Linked DNA regions of Anas platyrhynchos: region 2 is linked to region 1. A link is a contact called in public Hi-C data. All regions are on one chromosome and are shown on one strand. Each heading gives the region's core, a stretch centred on a gene start, on an enhancer-like site or on the middle of the called end of the contact. The rest is flanking DNA. Distances are from core to core; before and after follow the strand shown. Region 1 overlaps SAPCD2 (suppressor APC domain containing 2). Region 2 holds the start of TMEM141 (transmembrane protein 141).

Region 1 (6,508 bases), core at 1,512-4,011:
GCCTATCCCAACCTGGTCCCACTGGGCTTGCTGGTCAGCATGGGAACTGGAGGAAGAGGCAGCATCCCACAGAGCAGTGGGATACCAGCAGTTCTGTCAGGTGCAGGGACAGATGGAATCAATCTAGGGGCAGAGGACAGGATACAGCTAGGGGCAGAGCAGCTTCTCGGACAGGAGAATGGGGAGGTGGAAGTTGACTGGTGGCTAGCAAACGTGACGCCCATCTACAAGAAGGGCCGGAGGGCAGACCCGGGAAACTACAGGCCGGTCAGTTTGACCTCAGTGCCAGGGAAGCTCATGGAGCAGATCCTCTTGAGAGTCATCACGCAGCACTTGCAGGGCAAGCAGGCAATCAGGCCCAGTCAACATGGGTTTATGAAAGGCAGGTCCTCCTTGACAAACCTGATCTCCTTCTATGACAAAGTGACGCGCTGGGTGGACGAGGGAAAGGCTGTGGATGTGGTCTACCTTGACTTCAGCAAGGCTTTTGACACCATTTCCCACAGCATTCTCCTCAAGAAACTGGCTGCTCTTGACTTGGACTGGCGCACGCTTTGTTGGGTTAGAAACTGGCTGGATAGCCGGGCCCAAAGAGTCGTGGTAAATGGAGTCAAGTCCAGTTGGAGGCCAGTCACTAGTGGTGTTCCCCAGGGCTCAGTGCTGGGGCCGGTCCTCTTTAATATCTTCATCGATGATCTGGATGAGGGCATTGAGTGCACCCTCAGTAAGTTTGCAGATGACACCAAGCTATGCGCGTGTGTCGATCTGCTCGAGGGTAGGAAGGCTCTGCAGGAGGATCTGGATAGGCTGCACCAATGGGCTGAGGTCAACTGCATGAAGTTCAACAAGGCCAAGTGCCGGGTCCTGCACCTGGGGCGCAATAACCCCAAGCAGGCTGGGAGATGAGTGGTTGGAGAGCTGCCAGGCAGAGAAGGACCTGGGAGTGATGGTGGATAGTCGGCTGAATATGAGCCAGCAGTGTGCTCAGGTGGCCAAGAAGGCCAACGGCATCCTGGCTTGTATCAGAAGCAGTGTGACCAGCAGGGCTAGGGAGGTGATTGTCCCCCTGTACTTGGCTCTGGTGAGGCCGCACCTCGAGTACTGTGTTCAGTTTTGGGCCCCTCGCTACAAGAAGGACATGGAGGTGCTCGAGCGGGTCCAGAGAAGGGCGATGAAGCTGGTGAGGGGCCTGGAGAACAAGTCTTACGAGGAGCGGCTGAAGGAGCTGGGCTTGTTCAGCCTGGAGAAAAGGAGGCTCAGGGGTGACCTTATTGCTCTTTACAGATACCTTAAAGGAGGCTGTAGCAAGGTGGGGGTTGGTCTGTTCTCCCACATGCCTGGTGACAGGACAAGGGGGAATGGGCTTAAGTTGCGCCAGGGGAGTTTTAGGTTGGATGTTAGGAAGAACTTCTTTACCGAGAGGGTTGTGAGGCATTGGAATGGGCTGCCCAGGGAAGTGGTGGAGTCACCATCCCTGGAAGTCTTTAAAAGACGTTTAGATGTAGAGCTTAGGGATATGGTTTAGTGGGGACTGTTAGCGTTAGGTCAGAGGTTGGACTTGATGATCTTGAGGTCTCTTCCAACCCAGAAATTCTGTGAATGGGCACAGCACATCTTGGTTGGTCACTGCCTGTGGTAGAAGGGGAGGGGAGAGTGCTTCTTCTCTGGGCTGCCTGCAAACAAAAGTGCTTGGCCTCTCACAGGTCTCATTCCAGCTATGCCAAGGACATGGGGAAATTGGATCAATCAATGGACACATTGAAAATAAAACAACAACAAAACCCACCGAACATCTGAGGAGTCACCAGCTGTCTATCATAAAGGGTCCTGGGGCTGCAGCACAGGCCCCACTCGTCTGCTTTGCTGAGGAGGATGAACAGGTCCTAGTGCGCCTATAGGACACACGATGGACAACAGTGCGTCCCCCCACCCCCGGTTTTAGGCAGATTAGCCTAATCACAGCTGTGTGCCTTGTCTTGCCAGATATCCTCCCTTCATCAGGGAGGAAGGGTAGCCAGGCAAGATCTCCACCCTGCATGCAGATTCAATTCTTGCTGGATTCAAACCTGTTCCAACTGTCTCTGCATACTCAGAAGTGGAATTGGTACCAAATACTTCTGCCCTGGTGCTTGGGAAGACTTCTCAACCCCCACAGTACAAGTGGAGGCATCCTATCTCTGGGAGGAGGAACATGTAAAGGCAGAGCAGCACTCAGATACACTAGAGATGGATGGATGGAAGAAAGGTAGAGCACCTGCATCCCACCTCCCACACAACTATGCACCATGGGGAAACAAAGGCAATGGCAACGCTAAAAGCAACAGCACTTGTGGCAGTGCTGGGAACAAACACCAGCCTTCAGCAAGACACCCTGGCCACCATCCCCTTCCTCATCAGCACCAGGCAGGACTTCACACTCACGGCAGTGATGACACCTCTGCTGCACTCCACCGTGGAGCCATGTGCACATGTGAGAGCCCTGCTAAGGGAGGAAGGGGGCATACCCTGTCAAAGCAGCAATGTCCAACCACCAGAAACCTGAGGACCAGAGGGACCCCTAATCCCAGGCAAACACATCCACATTTATTGCTCCATGTCAGCACCTCTCAGCAGAGACCCCCTCGGTCTGAGAGAGGAAGACCCAGCCCCTTGCATTGCTGTAAGCCCAACAAATCTTTTCCCATGCGTACATAAACTGCACCCTCCCCAGACTGGCCAGGCCGGGAATCAGAGCATGTTATGTTGCCCAAGGTCAGTGCAATGCTGTAATCAATGCTGCACAAGGACATGCATGCAGCCTGCTGGCCCTGCTCAGATCAGGGAGCTGGTGACACCAGGGTGCCAAAAGTGGAATTGCAGATGTGAGAGTCACGGCCTTGCCTGCAGCCCTCATGCCACAAGACAAAGCAAGAAAGACCAGATGATCACTCATCCTGCAGGCAAGGTCTTGGCTTGAGCTTGTGGGCAACATGCCCAGGCAGCTTCGCTATTCCACTTGGGAGCAGTGCGGATCCCTTGGTTTGGGCAAGCTGATCCAAACCTCTCCATTCAGGGACAGAGAGGGGAGCAGATCCCTTGATACTGGGCTTCCCAGGCAAATTCAGTTTAGATTTCTCTGCATTAATAGCAAAAATCTCTTGGGAGCCACAAGGATCAGCATGCTTGAGACCTGACCTACAAAGAACAGCTAGCAGAGGACACAGCACTGAGGCTCTGCGCAAGGCATGCTTGAAAAGCCCAGAGACCAATCTTCTCAGATGACTGCAGCACTGGGGCCTTCTCCTGTACCATAAGGTAAATTGTTGCCTTTCTCTACCCAAGTTTTTGCCCATGAAGACAGTGTTTGACTGCACAGGTGCCAACTCCATAGGCTGACATTGCTCCATGGGACACAGGGGAAACCATAACTTCTCTTTCTCTTGCACATTTCAGGACAGAAAACACCTTGGAAGTAACTGCAAGACCACAATGTACATCAATACAGCTTTATAACAGAAATCCTGCAGGGGCAGGCCCCTTGACTGCAGCCCAGGACAAGGCTGTTTTCTTACCATGCTAAAATCCACACCATTGGCGATAGTGTGTCTTCGGTGTTCTGCATGTCCCCTCTGATGTCTCCGAACGTCCCCAGTGCCTCCATGGCCACCATCTCCCTGGGACTGCCCAGCAGACTTAACATCAATACCTGTAACAGATGAAAGCATGAGAGCATCAGCTGCTTGCAACAAAACCTCCCCATGGCCCCTCTGTGGGGCAGTGCGTGGGGTAGCCCTGCAAGCAGGCAGGGCAGGCAGCAGCTGAGGAAGCACTGCACATAGCACCTGCTCACATCTTTGTGCAGGCAAGCCAGACCTCAGCAACAGCTTACTTTGTTATGCCAGGCCGGCAACAGACTTTGGTAATCATCTTCTGTAAAAAGCAGGCAACTTCTAGGCAATGCTGCTTCAGTTCCAGCACAATTAAACCATTACTGCCAACTCCAGTTTTCAGTCCAGTCTTCACGGGATCCCTGACTTCTGCTCAGGAAGCACAGGCCCTGCCATGCACTCACCTCCTCCTGAAGGCAGCTCCCGTTTGGTGACGGGCTCACACAGTTGCTCCCATTTGTACAAACAGTGGCAACCCAGCAGCATCAGAGAGAGTCAGGGATCAGCTCCTTCTCCAGTCACTTGTGGCAGCTCTCACAAGGGGCTTTCTTTGGAGGGGGCAGCCACTTAGAGCAGCTCTGGAGATGGTCATGGAGATCAGACCAACACATTTCAGAACAAATACACTTTCCTTCCCCACCCAGATATGTGCTTGGTGCTAAAGGGGGTGATGCATACCAGAAGCTGCATGCCTTTGGTCTAAACATACAACAATCTGGCTATAGGGTTACCAAATTTTTATCAAAATCCTAACATCCTATTTAGCAAAAGGCTGATGTACTACATACAAATTATGCTGGTCCAAATCCACACATAACCTATTTTTGCAGATTAAATTCACACTGGCAGATTTCAGGCTGGATCAGATGTCTCCTGCCCATGCTATATGCTTGTACACTAAAGCAGGTATTGGCTAAGCACCTTCTGAAATCAGCACAAGCCCTGTACTGCATGCCCTGGCTAACTTGCCAGAAAGACAGTCCTGCAGCCATGTCCCAGGCAGCTCAGCTCCATGTTTCTGGATGAGCTTAGAGCACTGCCCTGCTGCTGTGAACTGTGGTACCAGGGCACCAAGGTTGCTGTCACCACCCCTTCCAGACATGCCCAGGCAGCAAGCCTGCTGCACTCCCTCCTTGCTCCAGTCCCCTGCCGAGTCCCCAGCAGACCCTACCGTGTGCTCACCCCTCTCATTCTTGCTGCTCACCATGCTCTCTGATCACAGCTTTTTGCTTTCCCTGCTTTACCAAAAAAGAACCAGAAAATAGCAGCAGGGAAGTAGGCAAATGAAAGCAGGCAGCGAGGCAACTGGGCACATGCTGGCTCCCAGGCACCTGAGCAAACTGCCACAGGTTTAGCATGCTCTCCAGTGCAGATGGGCATGAAGGACTGGGAGTGGTGAGGCAGGATGCGTGGTGCTGCACATCCAGGCACACCACCTAGCTGCTGCACAAGCCTCCTCAGCAGAGCACACAGATGGGAAGGAAGAGAAATATAGGGCAGGAGAAGTGAGTGGAGACAGAAGTCACCATGAATCTCAAAGACAAGCTCGATTCACAGGAGGGAGCTGGAAGGCAGTGAGGTTGGGGAGAATCGCACCACACTGTGGGTGTCTGTGGTGCCACGTATCTATTAGTTCAGCAACAGGAGTTAGACTTGCACTCATAGCAGGCAGTGCCCCAACAGTGGCATGCTATGAAGTAACCTTGCTCAGCCTGTCACTTTGTGTCACTGAGGAGAGGGGCCATGATGGTATGGGAAAAATCCACCTGCTGGTTTATCACAGTGTCCCACTTGTCTTATCAGCAAGTGCTCCAGCAGAGACAGGTCTCTGGCATCTCACTAAGCACAAAGTCTTGATATTGCTCATTTATCTGTTTTGCCAACTGTCTTTAGTTTCATACACCCATATCATACACCCTGTGAGGGACAGCTAAAACAGCAAGACTGGCACAGCTATGCACATGTTCTCCTAGCAGACCTATAACACATCCTGATGGGGAAGCAGAAGAATAGTCCCAAAACTGAGAGTAGCTTTGATAAGCAGAATCCCAAAGCAAAACCAGAAGCACCTCTGGGAAGAGCTGCAGGGTAGAAACAACATGTTAAAACAGTTTTTGCTGCTGTTACCCAGAAGTGCTAGTATTGGGTCTGTGTTGCATGATAAAAGTGGAGCCCACAGGCTGATCTGAGCTGAAACTTCGACAAGAATGTGTTCACCAGTCAAACAAATGAGCTCTGTGCACCTGAGCTAACAACATAGTGACTAAAACAGAACCTCTGGTTATGAGTAAGGATCAGCCTTTCTAAGGTGCAGGAGAGGTCCTGCCTCCTCCCTCCCAGGCCACCTGAGCCAGGCCACCCTAGCCACAAAGGCTGCGCTGGTAGGAGGCAGTGCCCATAGACACTGCAGACCCCTTGGGCAAGGCACTTACCACCCCATATCATAATTCCTTGGCTCTCAGCAGGGATGAAAGCTTTTCCATAGGGAACCACAATGGTAAAGACCCCTAATGCTGAGACACCTGCTGCAGCAGACAACCTAAGAACCAGCAGCAAGGAGCTGTCATGGTGCCTTCTGTGCACAGTGACATCTCCAACATCAGCCTCACCATCCTCGGCGGCAGTTTGCACAGCAGTGCGTGTGGGCAGGGTGGGCTCAGGCAGGGCAGAGCATTCCCCCCCGCCCATAAGAACAACTCATCTAATGGCTGTTTGCCACTAGCTAGGCCGCAATGGTCTACACTAGGCAGAGAGCTCTCTCTAGAAAGTCTGCAACCACTCTGACTGACTGCCTGCTCAAAAATGCAGCAGTTCAGATCTCTGGATGCAGGGAGTGCCTGAGCCTGTTGCTGCCCTCTGAG
Region 2 (6,508 bases), core at 2,726-5,225, 54 kb before region 1:
CTCTCCATCCTGTGCACTGCCACAGATGTCCCCTCATGCTATGTCACCCATGTGGCTGTGAATGCCACTACCTACCAGCCACAAAACCCTCCTTGGCACATCACAGGCACACAGTGCTGGGCAAGAACTCATGCTGTTTCTGCCTGCAGATTGTCTGCCAGCATTATCGCCACTTCGGGATCCCCAAGGACCTGCGCGGTGTGTGGCGCTACCTTAACAACGCCAGCGAAACCAAGGAGTTCAAATACACCTGCCCCAACAGTGAGGAGATAGTTCAGGCCTATCGCTCTGTGGTCCGGTCTCCGTAGTGAGCCGGGCAAACACCCAGATGGGCATAGGGATGGGGTCAGGCAGCAGGCCAATGCCTGCCCCTGTTCCACTGCCACCACCACTGTCCTGCCTGAATTGCATTCGGGAGGGCAGAGAGCATGAGCTGCATCCCTGGTACCCAAATTTCCCCAAGCTGACACCCTTGCCTGAGGTGCTATCAGCAAGCTGCCTTGCACTGAACCTGCAAATGCATTCTCGCTTCTTGTGTCACCCTCCCTGCCTGGCCAGGACACTCTTGACCTACCCTGTGATCCCTCAAGCACAAAGATGGGTGCAAAGGTACAGCCATGGGCACCACTTGTAACAGAGCTGGGCAACGCTGAGGGTAACAGCAGGAGCCGAGCCTCATTTTGGGGAGAGAAAAGTCTGCCTAGAGCAGAGAGCCCAGAGCAGAGAGGGTATCCCTGCAGCCTCCCTCAGAGGCACATTGTGCCACCAGCCACATGAGGGACCCAAGACAGGGCTGTGCCAGGACAGCTGGCACCACCTGATGCCTGTGAAGAGCAGCACAGGGTGAGGAGAACTGGCACAGCCATGGCAAAGCCCTGGGAATGGAGGTGTGGGAATGCTGTTGGTGATGCTGATGACCTCGCCCTCTGTCCCCATTGCCCTGTGCAAGGGGAGCAGAGGGCACTGTCCCTCCAGGACCCATTCGTAGGAAGCTCTCTTGAGAAGATTTGGGACAGGGATGGGGATGAAGTAGGAAAAGTCCAAGCCATGTATCAGAGCACCTGGTGATCAATAAAGGCTTTGCAAGCAAGATAACTGTGTCTGGAGTGACAGACCCCAACAGCTCTCCTCCCACACAGGACTTTGCGCAGGCCTCCAAGTCTAGCAAGGGTTGTGCCCACACTTCCAGCTCTCCAGGGGGCTAGAGAAGCTCTAACCAGTCACCCACCAGCCCACTGGCACAAAACTGTCAGGAAAGTGAACTCCTCTGACCCCTTGACTCCTTAGATTCAGTTGAAATTGGCCACATGGCTCCAGAGCAATGGAAGGGCAAAAGGAAATGACACACACACACTCTCACTCTGGACAAGCCCCCAGAGACTGGTTAAAAACAGCTTTATTGGCAATAACTTAAGCACAGGTGATCTTTAAAAAAATATCTTTCAAAGATATTTAAAAAAAACAACACACCAATTAATGGCGAGTGGAGTAAAGGGGTGGCTCCTTTCAGCAGGAAGAAGCTGCAGGTAAAAAAAGCCACCACTTTGTCACCCCTGCCCTGTCTACCCCCTCCCCGGCCCTGCCACAGCACCAGCTGAAGATCTGCTGCCCCCTCAGGCCTGCCAGGCACTGCCTCCGGGTCTCTGGGTCCTGCTTGCCCCATCCATCTCCCTTGTTGACCATGATCCACACCTGCAGCAAGGAGCCTGGCAGGGCCAGGAGGCAGTAAAACCTCTATCAGCCACACGTGGTTGAAAATGCTGTCATCGGGGGGACAGGACACCACAGGTCATGAGTCTTCAAAGTCCACTCCAGATGGTGCCTTCTTGCTAGAAGGTGATGGAAGGAGAGTCACAGGCCAGCCAGGAGCTCGCTGGTGTCCACTGGACCTCAAGTCCCAGCACTGGGCTGTGGAACAGCGCTTACCTTTTGAAACCAGGATTAATGAGAGACTCTCCTGGGATCTTCCGCTTAGCTGACAAAGCTGAGCCAGCAGCCCTGTTCTTCCTTGGGCTGGGGTCTGCCTCAGTCAGAGACAGGAAGGATAGGGAAAGCAAAGGTCAGCTGGTTGCTTTGGCAGCCCTGCAAGCCCCTCTGTGCCCAGGATGTGCCTCCAGGAGCCATGGATGATGAGGGGCCATACTTGGTCTCCTATGTGAAAGCTCCAGGGACTCACGGAACTGCCATGGAAGAGCAGTGAAGCCTGACCTTCTCCTGGAGGCCAGCAAGCAACCCTGCTTGGTGATACTAGGCATCGGACCTGAGCACAGTGCACCTCAAGAGCTACCATGCTGAGCCCTGGCCCCTCCTGTGCTGGGAAGGGCACCAAGAGCAGGGTGGGTGACAGCAGCCAAAGCAGAGGGGGCTCAGAGTTTCCTGGAGAGTAAAAAGACACAGGAGCCAGCAGCTTCCTGGAGAAGAGAAGGCAAACAAGCAACACAACCCATGGTAACTGCCTACCTGGCAGGAAGAGCTGCTGGCTCTGGGAAGCATTCTTCTCAGGGCTGCAGGAAGACCCCAGTGTGCCCACCACTGCTGAGACAGGAACGAGAATCAGATTATGTGCCAATGTATCCCGGGCTTCCCAGCAAGTTCCCTCCCCTCCACAGCCCACAACCAAACCTAGCAACATTCTCTTTCCAGCCACTTCCATCTAGGGTGCTGCTACCCCAAGACCTTCACAGAATGGTTGAGGTTGGAAGGGAGAGCTGGAGATCATGTAGTCCAACCTCCCTGACAAGCAGGGTCACCTACAGCATGTTGCACAGGATCACATCCAGTAGGGTTTTGAATATCTCCAGAGATGGAGACTCCACAGGCTCTCTGAGCAGCCTGTTCCAATGCTCTGTCACCCTCACGGTAAAAGAAACTTGCCTCTGTAAGGCAACAATGGTGTTTTGTCAGCCATTAGGGCAAGGTTGTGCTCCTGCACACTGTCACAACGCTGCTTTCAGTCCTATACAGGATCTCTTCTGCCCAAGATGGTCAGGGAAGGCCCTGGCCAGCTTTGAGAACAGGTCAGCCCAAGCAGGAAGACGAAAGTAGCACCTCTGCTGCCCAGTCCACACATTTTCATCTCTCCTGGCCAATTTAGCCATAGCTCATGAGGAGATGTCATGTGGGATGAGACCATGAAAACAGCCTCCTAAATGCCGTCTTACTTGGTCCTCTGAACTGGCTCACTTGGGGGAAACCTTAGGTGGGAGAGAGATGGTACCACGACAGTGGATGGAAGCTGATCTCCTTTCTCCCGTTGCCCTGTTCCACAACCACACACGGACCTTCGAGACGTTCTTCTAGCTTCTTGATGGAAGTCGCCAAGCCAAACATCAGCGCTTGGAGCTGGGTCCTCGCCTCAGCAACAGGCAGCTTGCAGAGATGAAGGGTGCTGTGTCCGGCCTCCCCTTGCAGCTGCAGCGTGGCCCCGCCCTCCTGCAGGCTCAGGGAAACGGCCCCACGCCGCAGGGCTTCCCTGCGTGGGCAAGAGCCCGGGGTGAGGCGGGAGCCCGGAGCCCCGCGGCAAAGGGCGCCGGGTCCCGCCGAGCACCCACCTGAGCTTCGCGACGCCGTCCTCCGGCAGGCCCGTCCCGCCCTGCGGCGCCTGCGGGGAGAGGGCACCTCCTGCGGCGCGGCCCGGGACCCCGCCGGCCCGGCCCCCCCCCCGCGGCCCCCAGCCCCGCTACGTACGCGGCCCTGCGGCGGGCGGGCGCCGAGCTCCCCGGCCCAGACCTCCAGCGCGTCGGTCACACTGCGGGGGGCAGCGGCTCAGGCGGGGCTCGAGCCGCCCCGGCCCGGCCCGGCCCGCTCCCCCGCCCGGCGCGGCGCTCACCAGACGGTGCCGGCAGAGCCGGGGCCGGCCGCGGGGCAGCAGTAGCAGAGGTACCGGCCCGGCCCGGCCCCCAGCACGCAGAAAGGCCCCGGCGGCTCCGCCATGGCGGCGGCGCGGAAGGGGCGGGCCCGGCCCCGGGCCCCGCACGGCCGGCGAGGGCGGCGCCGCCATGGGGAACCTGGGGCTGCAGCGGGTGGACGAGAGCGTGGCCGCCAGGCACCCGGTAGGCGCCGGCCCTCCCTGGCGGGGCTGGGGGGCCGCGAGCCGGGGCCCGGGCGGGGGGGCCGGGCCGGTGCCCTGACGGTGTCTCCGCAGGCGCTGCGGCAGTACGCGGCGTGCCAGTCCCACGCCTTCATGAAGGGCATCGGCGCCTTCGTGGCAGGTACGGCCGGGGCGGGCTCCGCCGGGCGGGGGAGGCCCCAGCACTCGGCCCCCAGCGGCGGGTGGCCTTGGCTGGTATCCTGCTCGCGGTCCCTGGGCTTTGGCAGGCAGCGGAGCCGCTTTCGCCGTGCAGAAGCTGGTGAACAAGAAGCTGCCGTACGCCCTCCAGTACAACCTGCTGCTGTCCGTGGGTGAGTGCCCTGAGTCTCCTTGCCCTGCCTAGCGCCTGCTGCCGGGATGTGGCTGCAGGCTCGGCTGTGAGCAGGCTGGCAGTGCTGGGCCCTGCAGGGAGCACGGCCTCGGCTTGCGGGACCGGGACCGTGTTTGCAGGTGGAACGGCGGTTTGCCCTTAATGTGGGGGGCGTTGTGACCTGACTCATTCCACCCTTCTGCTCCCCAAGCTCCCCAAGGGTGCCTGGGAGGCTCAGGGACTGCCTGTAGGCAGTTGCAAACACACTTGTTACCAGTGCTCTCTGGAAGCTGCCTGCATGTTGGTCTCTTCAGCTGCAGGATCCCTTGCCAGCTATATGGTGACCAAAGCAGAGACACAGAAATGCTCTGACTTCTGGATTTACCTGGAGACGGGCAAGTCCCCACAGGAGCATACCATGGCCGATGGGCTGTCTCAACCTACAGGTATATTTCATGTCTCCTTGCTGCTTTACCTGGGCTTGTCTTGCCTGCTGCAGCTCTTTGCTGTTCCTGCATTGCTTCTAAGCTGGTGACTATTTGTATCTTTCTTAGAATCCCTGGTAAAGTCCCACAGAGGTACCCTGCAGTTAAGGGACTTTTCTCTTATGTGACAGGAGTAGCCCTCTGGGGTAGCAGCAGTGCTAGCACAGCCAGAGTGCCCTGCCCCAGTCTCACAGCTCTCACTTCTCTGGGCCCATCATTTGGGTGCAGCCAGTGGTATGGAGAGTGTATGCTCACTTCTGCTTGCTGGCCTGCCTGTTCTGTGGATTCATGAGGGACATTGTGGAGGAGGTTTTGTTTGCTAGAAGAGGAAGAATAGGGCAGAAGATTGTGAGCTAGCAAACCCCTCCACGCTTGTGCTTAAGCCAGGCTGCTCATGAGAAAGGTAGGGCTGCAGAGGGCACCAGAGCAGCCTCTGCTGGGTGGTTTTCATGGCTGCCTCTGCTATCTGCTATTGGCATCAATGAACTCTTGAAGCTAGGCCAAGCTGAAGAGGCATCAAACTCTTCAACAGAGCTTTATGGTTCTCTGCTCACACCTGCCAAAGATGCTGGGATTATCTGGGGTACAAGGAGTTTGTTCTTGTCTATTGCAGAAAGTCTCAGCCCAGAGGATGCAGAGAGAGTTGCACCACCTGTGAGGAGGAACAAGTACGGAGATATTGTGGAGTAGCCAGTGCAGCACAGTGTGCTACGCCTGTGTCCTGCTGCTGCTGTCTTCACCCCTTCCTGTTTTCCTGATGTGCCTGTGCTGCATGGGAGTTGTCTGTAGTACTGCCAGGGAGTTTAGATAAGTCAGTGGTGCAGTGCATGCATGTTGGAGACCTGAGACTCTCAGGTGGTTTGTGTGTGAGCATTGCACATGGCAAATGTAATAAAAGTCAAGAGCTCAAAGTGCACACTGTGGTTAAAGTAAAGACTGCCAATAGGATGGAAAGAGGTGGCGTGCAGGAGTCACCTGGAGACAGTCCCTCTGGTAAATGTTGAAGCAGACTGAACAGAGAGTTGTGGCAAAAGCTTAGGAAAAAAGAGGGTTTATGACTGTTGAAAAAGATAGCAAGCCACTCAGGAAGACTATAAGGATGTTGTAAGGCTGTGCAGGGTCAAAATTAGAAAGGCCAAAGCTCACCTGGAGCTCAATCTGGTACTGCTGTTAAAGACAACAAAAAATGTTTTTATAAATAAATCAACACGAAAAGGAGGACTAAGGAGAATCTCCATCCTTTACTGGATGCGGGGGGAAACTTAGTTACAAGAGATGAGGAAAAGGCTGAGGTGCTTAATGCCTTCTTTGCCTCAGTCTTTAGCAGCAAGAGCAGTTGTTCTCTGGATACCCAGTACCCTGAGCTGGTGGAAGCGGATGGGGAGAAGAATGTGGCCCTCATAATCTGCGAGGAAAGTGACCTGCTACAGCACTTAGATGTACGCAAGTCGATGGGTCCAGATGGGATCCACCCGAGGATACTGAGGGAACTGGCAGAGGAACTGGCCAACCTGCTTACCATCATTTATCAGCAGTCCTGGCTATTGTGGGAAGTCCCAGTTGACTGGTGGCTAGCAAACGTGATGCCCATCTACAAGAAAGGCAGGAGAGTAGACCTGGGGA

The links. Hi-C and Micro-C count contacts between places; a contact is called where the count stands out from the background.
Region 2: a Hi-C map of F5 follicle shows a contact between it and region 1, with 2.6 times the contacts expected there. The contact joins the promoter of TMEM141 here to the enhancer-like site in region 1. A contact is called at or near these places in 4 of 8 Hi-C or Micro-C datasets (F5 follicle, liver, skeletal muscle and 1 more).

The regions. Positions count from the first base shown.
Region 1 is chr18:2,892,219-2,898,726 of IASCAAS_PekinDuck_T2T, reverse strand. SAPCD2 (suppressor APC domain containing 2) reads right to left here. Exons shown (of 5, transcript XM_072025274.1): 2 at 3,552-3,685. Among named protein-coding and RNA genes, the nearest start is that of SAPCD2, 9.3 kb to the right of the region's middle. Within about 2 kb of position 2,761, at least 4 of the 8 cell types and tissues checked have an H3K27ac peak or open chromatin away from gene starts, as enhancers often do. A contact at or near this core is called in F5 follicle, where this site is marked.
Region 2 is chr18:2,946,984-2,953,491 of IASCAAS_PekinDuck_T2T, reverse strand. It overlaps TMEM141 (transmembrane protein 141), which reads left to right and starts at 3,975. Exons shown (of 4, transcript XM_027470880.3): 1 at 3,975-4,052; 2 at 4,212-4,401; 3 at 4,715-4,846; 4 at 5,499-5,801. The coding sequence starts at 3,999. The coding sequence ends at 5,575. PAXX (PAXX non-homologous end joining factor) reads right to left here and starts at 3,955. Exons shown (of 7, transcript XM_038164897.2): 1 at 3,830-3,955; 2 at 3,688-3,748; 3 at 3,552-3,601; 4 at 3,282-3,472; 5 at 2,461-2,535; 6 at 1,927-2,020; 7 at 1,361-1,829. The coding sequence starts at 3,933. The coding sequence ends at 1,790. It overlaps CLIC3 (chloride intracellular channel 3), which reads left to right. Exons shown (of 6, transcript XM_005014804.6): 6 at 150-1,095. The coding sequence ends at 308.